Regions from separate parts of the Urocitellus parryii genome. Here region 1 is linked to region 2. A link is a contact called in public Hi-C data. All regions are on one chromosome and are shown on one strand. The core of a region is the stretch at or near the end of the contact, and the rest is flanking DNA. Distances in the headings are between cores, read along the strand shown. Region 1 holds the start of Rrs1 (regulator of ribosome synthesis 1). Region 2 holds the start of Pde7a (phosphodiesterase 7A).

Region 1 (4,614 bases), core at 433-2,932, 490 kb after region 2:
GATGAAGATTAAATAATAATTAATATTTAGCTAACTTTTATTGAGTATTTATATTCCAGACCCTAGTCTAAGCCTCCCTTGGGGTGTATTTACCTATTTATCTTCATAATAGCCCTAGGATGTGATTACCATTAGTAGCCTCATCCTTTTTTGTTGTTGTTTTAATTAGTTATATATGACAGTAGAATACATTTGACACATCATACATAAATGAAGTATAACTTCTCATTCTTCTGGTTGTACATGATGTAGAATTACACCAGCCATGTAATCATATATGCACAAAGGGTAATAATGTCCAGATCATTCTACTATCCTCCCTACCTCTGTACCCATCTCCTCCCTCTGTCTAAGCCAAAGTATCTCTATTCTTTCCTAGCTCTCCTCCCTTATTGTGAATTAGCATCTCCATATCAGAGAAAACATTCAGCCTTTGGATCTTTGGGATTGGCTTATTTCCCTTAACATGATGTTCTCCAGCTCCATCCATTTACCTGCAAATGCCATAATTTTGTTCTTCTTTAAGGCTGAGTAATATTCTATTGTGTACCTAGGTTGAGTCCATAGTTTAGCTATTATGAGGTAAGCTGCTATAAAAATTTATGTGGCTAATATTCCTATATTAAAGGTTTTTTTTAAAGGCCTAACCAAGTTAAATAGCCTAGCCCAAGGTCAAACATTCTCACAGCCAGGAACTGGAACCAAGCAGTGTAACTGCAGAGCTGGGTGCTCTTTTGCCAGGAAAGCAACAGACCCTCCCGGAGCTCTGAGTCAACTCTGGGGTCTTGTGAGGATGGCCTTAGGCCTGAGCCTAACCAACTCCATTTTAAAACTCCAGTTTGAAACCTGCAGTCTCACCAGGCACACCCACAGAGCCCTCCAGTATGGCCTCAAACAAGTTATTTTCCTTCACCCTGATAAACAGAGTGAAGCCCCTGGCAGGCTGTCCTCACCTGAGCGGGAAAGGCAATAAGATCAGGGTGGAGACCACCAGACCAGATGTTTCTGACCCCGCAGTAAATGATGTCACTGAGAAATCCAGTGGTAGCTGATAAGGATTAAAAGGGGGGGTCAAAAGCTCCAAATTTTAGTATAAATAATAGAGCCAATGAACAGGGATTCAGCCAGCTGAAACAAGGATGCACTGGAGCTGGAGAGCCTGATGAGGACCTGACATCCCATCACTTGTCATCGTTTCCTGAGCCTCTGCATGATCCTCACCACTCTCAAACTCTACCATCTCATCTGGACCTTGGTGAGAACCGCAACTTCTCCCTAAGACCCTCTCCTCAATCAGTAGTCCACTCCTCACCAGGAAAAGCCTGCCTTGGTTCCAGACCTGATCACCGTGGTCTGAGTGAGTGTGCATCTGCTGGACTTAAAGCCTAAGGCTTAAGAATTAAACTTAGCATGCAGAGGGAGTGTCTGTCATTAGCCTGTCATGATTAAGTGTGTTTTGCAGCGCTGAGAATTAATTAATCTAGACTTGTTTGCTGTGGATTATGTCTATTGCAGTGCCTAGCATTAAGGATTGTGTTTTCTTGATTAAGAACCTATAGAGTGAAATTGTATTGAGTAATTTGAGTGAATAAAGCATTGAAAGGGGCAGAAGCAGGTGGACATTCTTTATTTCTCCCCTCCACTGCATACAATTGCAATTTTGCCCCCTCGTCTACCGCTGGGGTCCTGGGGTCCGTGCACACCTGCACCACCAGTTCAGGGCGGTGTAACTGCCAGCCCCACTCCCTGGCAAAACAACCTTTATGTATATCTGTGGGATGTGTCTCTGCTCACATCCAGGACCCCCAAAGTGGGTTATAACTATGGTGCAATGATTTGTCCCGCCCAAGAAGGGGTGATTAACTACACATCTTTGATTGAAATGGTAGATTTACACGGAAACTTTAACACCCAGCGGACCAGTAACACACCTGACGCAGCCCCAGAAATTTGACCGGCCCGCGTCCGTCCCCGGGGACCGCCTCCTGCCTCTGCATCCTGGGAGCCGCAGCCCCAACCAGTTCCGGGAACTTGTAGTCCAGGATCGAGCCTGTAGTCACTCTTCTAATCCTATCAGCTCTCCAACACCGCCCTCTGCCGGCCTTTCCTTGGGTCGCCGGGATCACAAGCCCCTAACCCGGAAGCGAACCTTCGTCTTCCGGGTTGAGCGACCGGGCTTCCGCACGTGGTTGAGTTGCCGGGACCCTGGGCCCTGCTCTTGAGAGGTGACTTCAACAATTAACCTCAAAGCTAGGAGACCGATCCGGAGCCATGGAGGGCCAGAGCGTGGAGGCACTGCTGGCAAAGGCGGAGCAGGAAGAGGCAGAGAAGTTGCAACGCATCACAGTGCACAAGGAGCTGGAGCTGGAATTTGACCTGGGTAACCTGCTGGCTTCCGACCGCAACCCCCCGACTGTGCTGCGGCAGGCGGGACCCACGCCGGAGGCCGAGCTGCGGGCCTTGGCACGGGACAATACGCAGCTGCTCATCAACCAGCTGTGGCAGCTGCCCACGGAGCGCGTGGAAGAGGCGCTGGTGGCCCGGCTGCCGGAGCCCACCACGCGCCTGCCGCGTGAGAAGCCAATCCCACGGCCGCGGCCGCTTACACGCTGGCAGCAGTTCGCGCGCCTTAAGGGCATCCGTCCCAAGAAGAAAACCAATCTAGTGTGGGACGAGGTGAGCGGCCAGTGGCGGCGGCGCTGGGGCTACAAGCGCGCCCGGGATGACACCAAGGAATGGCTGATCGAGGTTCCCGGTAGCGCCGACCCCCTAGAAGACCAGTTCGCCAAACGGATTCAGGCCAAGAAGGAACGCGTAGCCAAGAACGAGCTGAACAGGCTGCGTAATCTGGCCCGAGCGCACAAGATGCAGCTGCCCAGCGCGGCCGGTTTGCACCCTACCGGACACCAGAGTAAGGAGGAGCTGGGCCGCGCTATGCAAGTGGCCAAGATCTCCACCGCCTCAGTGGGGCGCTTCCAGGAGCGCCTCCCCAAGGAGAAGGCTCCTCAGGGTTCAGGCAAGAAGAGGAAGTTTCAGCCCCTTTTTGGGGACTTCGCAGCCGAGAAAAAGAACCAGTTGGAGCTACTTCGAGTCATGAACAGCAAAAAGCCTCAGCTGGATGTGACGAGAGCCACCAACAAGCAGATGAGAGAAGAGGACCAGGAGGAGGCCGCCAAGAGGAGAAAAATGAGCCAGAAGGGCAAGAGAAAAGGGAACCGGCAGGGTCCAGGAGGCAAGAGGAAAGGCGGCCCGCCCAGCCAGAAGGGGAAGAGAAAAGGAAATTTGGGAGGCAAGATGCATTCCGGGCCACCTGGCTTGGGTGGCAAGAGAAAAGGCGGACAGCACCAAGGAGGAAAGAGGAGGAAGTAACACTTCATTCACCCTTGGACCTGTTCTGTAAAGAACGAACTGTATGCTAAATGTTAAGTTTTTGGTACTGTCGCAGGGCGGGACCACTGTCTTCATTGAGTTTGAGGTTGAAAGGACAAAATTGTCCTCTCCTCAAGAAAGTATGTAAGTGTTGTTCGACTGTACAGATCAAAGTCTTTCCTACAAACGAGACCTTAGCTAGTGATGAAGGGTATATTTGAGGACACAAGGGTTAGAAAAATAATTTGGGCATTTTACTTTGGGGTTAAGGGGTGAAGGAGAGTTGGTGACATTTCAGAGACTTATGGTAGATTAATTTATATATTTTAGCATTTGTTATTTTTGTAACAAGGTTTTGTTATGCTCATCAGATCTGGGAGGGGAGAGGAAAGATGACATTTTCCTAAGTTGATTTAAAGAAACTGTTGTGGGGCTGGGGCTGTAGCTCAGTGGTAGAGCACTCACCTAGCATACATGAGGCACTGGGTTCAATCCTCAGCACCTAAATAAATAAACTGTTGTGAGGTTATTTAATAAATGTGTCTGTATCTAGCATTGCTTTTTACTTTTTGATTATTGGTGGAAGTTGTACTTGAAAACAGTGATCTGGATGTCCAGTACAGATTATTGTTTACTTTCTATTTAAATACAAAAGCAGTTATATTATACTAGTTTCAGCAAGCTACTTTTATCAGAAAAACTCAAAACTTATTTTGGTATAACATATAGTATTAAAAGTACAATAACTGATGGATGTCTCTTTGTAAGGAATGCTTGACATTTGTCAACCAGAACATATTGACATCTATAAATGATAAACTTGGGGTACTCTGCAAATAATGGTGATTAACCTTGTTAATCCAGAAAATACCTGCCTTCCTCAACACTGATAACCCCATTTTTTTTTTTTTAAGCTTGAAGTCAAGTAGAGTCTGGGAAAGAGAAAGTGACCCACAAAATCCATATTTGGAACATTACTATCTTTTGATTCACTTGTGAAATTGGCCTGTGCTGGTTTGATCTTAGTAAAATCTCTGAAAATGACAGTAGATCCAGCATGAGGGGCATTTTTGCTGCTAGAGCTAAAAGCTACACTGCTCTTTTTAGTTTTAACTTTAAAATTATGGGATTTTGTTGCTTATTTGGGAATTTGTTTTTAAAGCTTTCTTGATTTAGCAGTAGGGTGTGGCACTGGCCCCTGTAATTTAAGGGGGGGAAAAGACCCCTCGGGCTTATTTGCAAGGT
Region 2 (4,673 bases), core at 1,150-3,649:
TCTAAATAAGATTCCAAGGTTTTCTACTTCCTTTTTTCTATTACAAATTCCTTTCCATCCCCCAAAAAGTCAATATCAACATAAACTTTATTATTAAATAATATGCAAGGCCAGCTTGGGGTCGTAGCTCAGTGGTAGAGCTCTTGCCTAGCATACGTAAGGCACTGCCTTTGATTCCCAGCACCACTTTAAAAAAAAAAAAAAAAAGTCCATTGACAACTCAAAAAATATTTTAAAAAAAATATGCAAAGCCTTGATAATGATAAACATACATCTCAGCATCCTGAAGTCTAGTGTCAGTGTTAATTTGTGAAATGTTCTGTCCAATGTTTGAGAAGCTCCTTTATATTTTTTTTTTAGGATTTGGAAACTTTTTTAAACGTTTTCATTAACAAAATATGATGTGTAACCCTACAATATTTGTTTTATCTACCACAGTCATATTTTTCTAATTCTGTTACCTATTTAAATCCAAATCCAGAAAATAAATCAACAAAAAGTGTAGCTTAAACTTGGTCTCTGTGGATTAATTAAGGCATCAGGTAACACCCCTGGCATCAGCCTCTTTTTAAATCCCTTGGAATCTTCCCTCTCATTCATTTTCTCCTCAGGGAACTCAAAAATGTTATTCGTATTTTATACTTTTATAAATGATCAGTGATTGCCTTTATTATTTAGTCATAATGGAAATGGGTCTTAGTCATGTGCCTGCTAATCTGAGGAAGTAAAATAATATTTAGAAGTGCCTGCTAATCTGAGGAAGTAAAATATAGTTAGATTTGAAAAAAAGTTTCGACCATTAAAAACCTTTAATTATTAATATTAAAACTCTTTTCAACAATGCATTAATACCTCTTCAACATTAATTCTGGAAGCTGAAAATGCTTTAAGCAGTATTAAAAACACAGGTCACAGATCTAACCTTCAAAATTAGTAATAATGTAATATTATTTGAAATGCCACTTCATATTTTAGTGATTCTTACAAGTCTACACTGATCTCATTAGCATACTACCTTGTGCTGTGAAAGAAGTCTGCTTTAAATTAAAAAAAAACTGCAAAAGGATACTCAATATAGGCTCTTGCTCATTCTAAAATTTAGGCAAAAATATAAATGATAACTATTTAGTGGACACTTATTTTAGGCAAAATTTATAAAAGGTGCTGTCCACATTAGCTGTAAAAAAAAAAAATGCAGACCTTGTTCAAGATACTTTGAATATAACTGGAGTTAGAAAATAGACCCCCATAGAAGATAACATTAAGCAATAATATTTGGAAAATAAAAATATTTAAAAAGTGATCATAAACACAGAACTAACTGCAGCAGGCAGTGAGGGCATTCAGTTCACATGCAAACAAACAAAAAAAATTCTTTTTGCCTGCCTACTTTAAATTTGGCAATCAAAATTAGCCAGGACTAAGGAGTTGGGCCAAGAGCATTACCAAAGAAAAAACACAAATTCTCAGGAGCAACTGTTATTGGACCATTCAAACAAAATCTTCCTGTGAGTGCTCATCAATGGCTTCTCTCCTAAAATCTTTTTACCAAATTAAAAGCAAAACTGATTAGTGGCTATCAACTTTGCAGACTTGCTTCCCCTGTTGACACTTTTAAGGCCCATTTGCAGAAACGAAGGAGCAGGGGAGAAGAAGGCAACAACGGGGGTACCTAGGCCTATTGTTCAGAGAGAACTGCAGGACTATCAGAGCACCGCGGGGCGCGCCTGAGCTGAGGCGGGCGAGAGTAGAACCCGGCACAGGTGTGTGTGCGCGGGGCGGGGGGGAGTGTTACGGGGGACAGGTGTGTCAGAGGTGAACAGGTGTACTTGGGGTGGGGGCCGCAGCTAAGAAAAAGGGGCCCCATTACCAGACCAAGACGTCGAGTTAGGAGGACAAAGTCATTCCTGAGGCTTTAACCTCTGGGCACTGAGAGTGACTGGCCTGCGGAGGGTCAAAGTGTTCCCCCCGGGGTTTGAGGAGGCCGGAGAACAGAGGGTGGACAGTCGCAAGGAAGGAAAGATAAGGCTCTCGAATCGAGGGGCCAGCCTAGAAATCCCCAAACAATGAACAAAGCTCGGGCTGAGTGTGCAGGCAAGGGCTAGGGGTGTCAAGAGGGTGAAGCCGGTGGGCGGAGGGAAACAAAAGACAGAAGCCCCCAAGTGTGGGCCCGCGGCGCAGCGGCGGTGATTACCTGTGAGAGCTGCCGGGGATTGGGACAGCCGAAGAGCGCGGAGCTGGAGCTGAAGCTGATGGCTCCTCGGCGGCTGAGGACGTGCTGGGGGACCGGCCTGTCCAGGGGCAGCACCGGCAGCTGGTAACATACTTCCATTGAATACGCCCGCCCTGCCTCCGCGCGGCGCCCGCCCTGCCGCGGCCGCCGGCCCCTGAGCTGCGAGGGGGCCGCGGCTCAGGGCGCCGGGCCGAGGCGGGGGCAGGGCGGGCGCGCGCCCACCCCGGACCGAGAAGCCGCGCTCACGCCTCCCTCAGCCCAGCCCTCCGTCCCGGTCGCCGGCGGGAAGGAGCTGCGGCGACCGCGGCACCGGTTACCAGCACCCGCGCGCTTGGGGCTGCGGGCTAGGGGGACTGGGTGCTAGCCGGGGCAACACCGGCAAAGTCGGAAGGGGAACGTCGCCGCCTCTGGGCTCCTCGGGCCAAGAGGTGCGTGTCCTGGACAGCGGAGCAAGGATGGAGCTGAGCGGCGCAAAGAAGACGGCTGTAGCCAGCGGCCAGACCCAGAGCGCGCGGGCTCGGGACCAGCGACCAGCTCGGGCCGCAGCAGCCGCCGGAGCCCTGCCCCTCCCCTCCCCCGGAGCCTGACTTCACATTCACACTTTGCAGCCGCGGACCCTGCGCCAACCACGGCCGCCGCCACCGTGACGTCACGACGCCGCGCCGCAGGCCCAGCGCCCCGCGCCGCCGTCAAAGCGCCCAGAGAGACCGGCTAGCGGCCGAGGGCGAGAGCGGCCTTCCTCCCGTGCCGCACCCAGCGCTCGGTCCTGGACCCCCTCCCGCCGCACATCTCCCTCCTCCCCCATCCTTCTCATCCAGTCTCCCCGCAACCCAAGGCGCGTGCGCATAAGCCCCTGCGGTTTGGGGGCATCCCCATCAGCTTTAAACTCTTGCGTTGGAGCGCGGTGAGGGTGTGGGGTGGGCTCAGTCCGCTCGAGAGGTGCCATTTCGGTGTAGCGACACCAGAAACCCAAAGCACGTGGTGCACTCAGCCCTGTCCGCGGGGACACCGCCGGCTTTCCTTCCTTGAAAATTCCCGTTCTTGGGCTTCGTTCGGGACCGCTGCGGCAGTGACGTCCACGGACCTCGCGGGCCCCATCCTCCCAACTACGTCACTGCCAGTCCCTTGGCGGGGCCGAGCTCCTGCGCTCCCTTGACAGGTGAGGCCCCGGGACCATCCCGGGCCTGCGGGGCGGAGAGGGGAACCAAGAACTCAAGAATGAGAAGGGGGTGAGGGAGGTCTCAGAACGGGTGGAAAAAATCCGAGACTAAAAGAAATAAGAGTATGCAATGAAAAAAAAAAAAAAAAGATGATGATATTGAGAAGACAAAGGGAAAAAGGAGACTGCATGGCCTTCTAATCAAAACTGGTTTTTGTTAGCTTTTCATATTTTTAGAAAACGAGAGAAGGTAAAGAACTCTTCACCAGTTCGGTAAGCTGGATATGTCATTTGCATGTTCATATTGTCACATTTCTCCCCAAGCTGTCACAGCTTTTCAGCAGGAACTATTTCTAATGCTTTCCATCCTATGATACTTCAGACTGAACAAGCTCTTCCCTGCTGGAAAAGTTGTTGATGTGGCTAACTTCTTAGTTGCAATGACTGAGCAAGGTGGCAAGCATTGGAAAGTACTAGATACTCTCCAACTGATGATGAGATCCGGTACCACATGCGTGTGATTGGATAAATGGATGAAAGTCTATGAGACCTTTTATCATCTTCCCGTCGCATCTCTTTCTTTTATATTTAAACTTTATGTCTCCTTTGTATTCTTCTTTGCTCTTCATTGTTAAAAGAAATATAACCCCTACTGTGATCTTGTGGATTTTGTCTTCACTAGATGATGAAGCAATAAGCTTCTCTTTAGTACAGCAACTGATCCAGCCCATTTTTGAAACTCTAATTATTCCCATAACATCTAGAAAATACGTTAAACATCTGTATGGTTGGGATTATGCTGAGCACTTTCACCTAACCATATTTATGTCTAACAACAAACTCGTGGTGGTGATTAGTATCTAAATTGAAAGTAGGTTCATGGGAACAAACTTGGCCTACACCTGACAGGTAAGTAGCAAGAACTAACCTCAAGTAATAATTGAATTCTGGGTATATATAATCGCCCAGAAGATAATATTTTTGTGTGATATTAGTATGTGCCAAATAAAATGCCTATGTCACATTTAATAGCATCTGAAACTCAGGATGATTAAATTATTTAATAAGACTCAGAGCACCAAGTGGGTATATCTCCTTTCATCATAGTAGATTACTCTGCACCTAGTATGAACAAAGAACACAAAAGTATTCTACATACAATGTTAATACAATAGCCACATAAGTTGGGTAATTTTATACCAGTTCTACAGATGAGGAATTAGGTTCTAAGACTGTAAGTTAATTAATTGCCCTAGTGAACTCTGGGTTTCAGAGCCAGGC

Evidence for each region. Hi-C and Micro-C count contacts between places; a contact is called where the count stands out from the background.
Region 1: a Hi-C map of muscle shows a contact between it and region 2, with 5 times the contacts expected there. The contact joins the promoter of Rrs1 here to the promoter of Pde7a in region 2. A contact is called at or near these places in 2 of 2 Hi-C or Micro-C datasets (liver and muscle).

Annotation. Positions count from the first base shown.
Region 1 is chr7:68,344,642-68,349,255 of mUroPar1.hap1, forward strand. It overlaps Rrs1 (regulator of ribosome synthesis 1), which reads left to right and starts at 1,683. Exons shown (of 1, transcript XM_026410014.2): 1 at 1,683-3,936. The coding sequence starts at 2,272. The coding sequence ends at 3,369.
Region 2 is chr7:67,854,437-67,859,109 of mUroPar1.hap1, forward strand. It overlaps Pde7a (phosphodiesterase 7A), which reads right to left and starts at 2,400. Exons shown (of 14, transcript XM_026410011.2): 1 at 2,195-2,400. The coding sequence starts at 2,332. It overlaps LOC113197605 (a long non-coding RNA gene), which reads left to right and starts at 2,958. Exons shown (of 3, transcript XR_003302719.2): 1 at 2,958-3,392; 2 at 3,614-3,665; 3 at 3,775-3,956.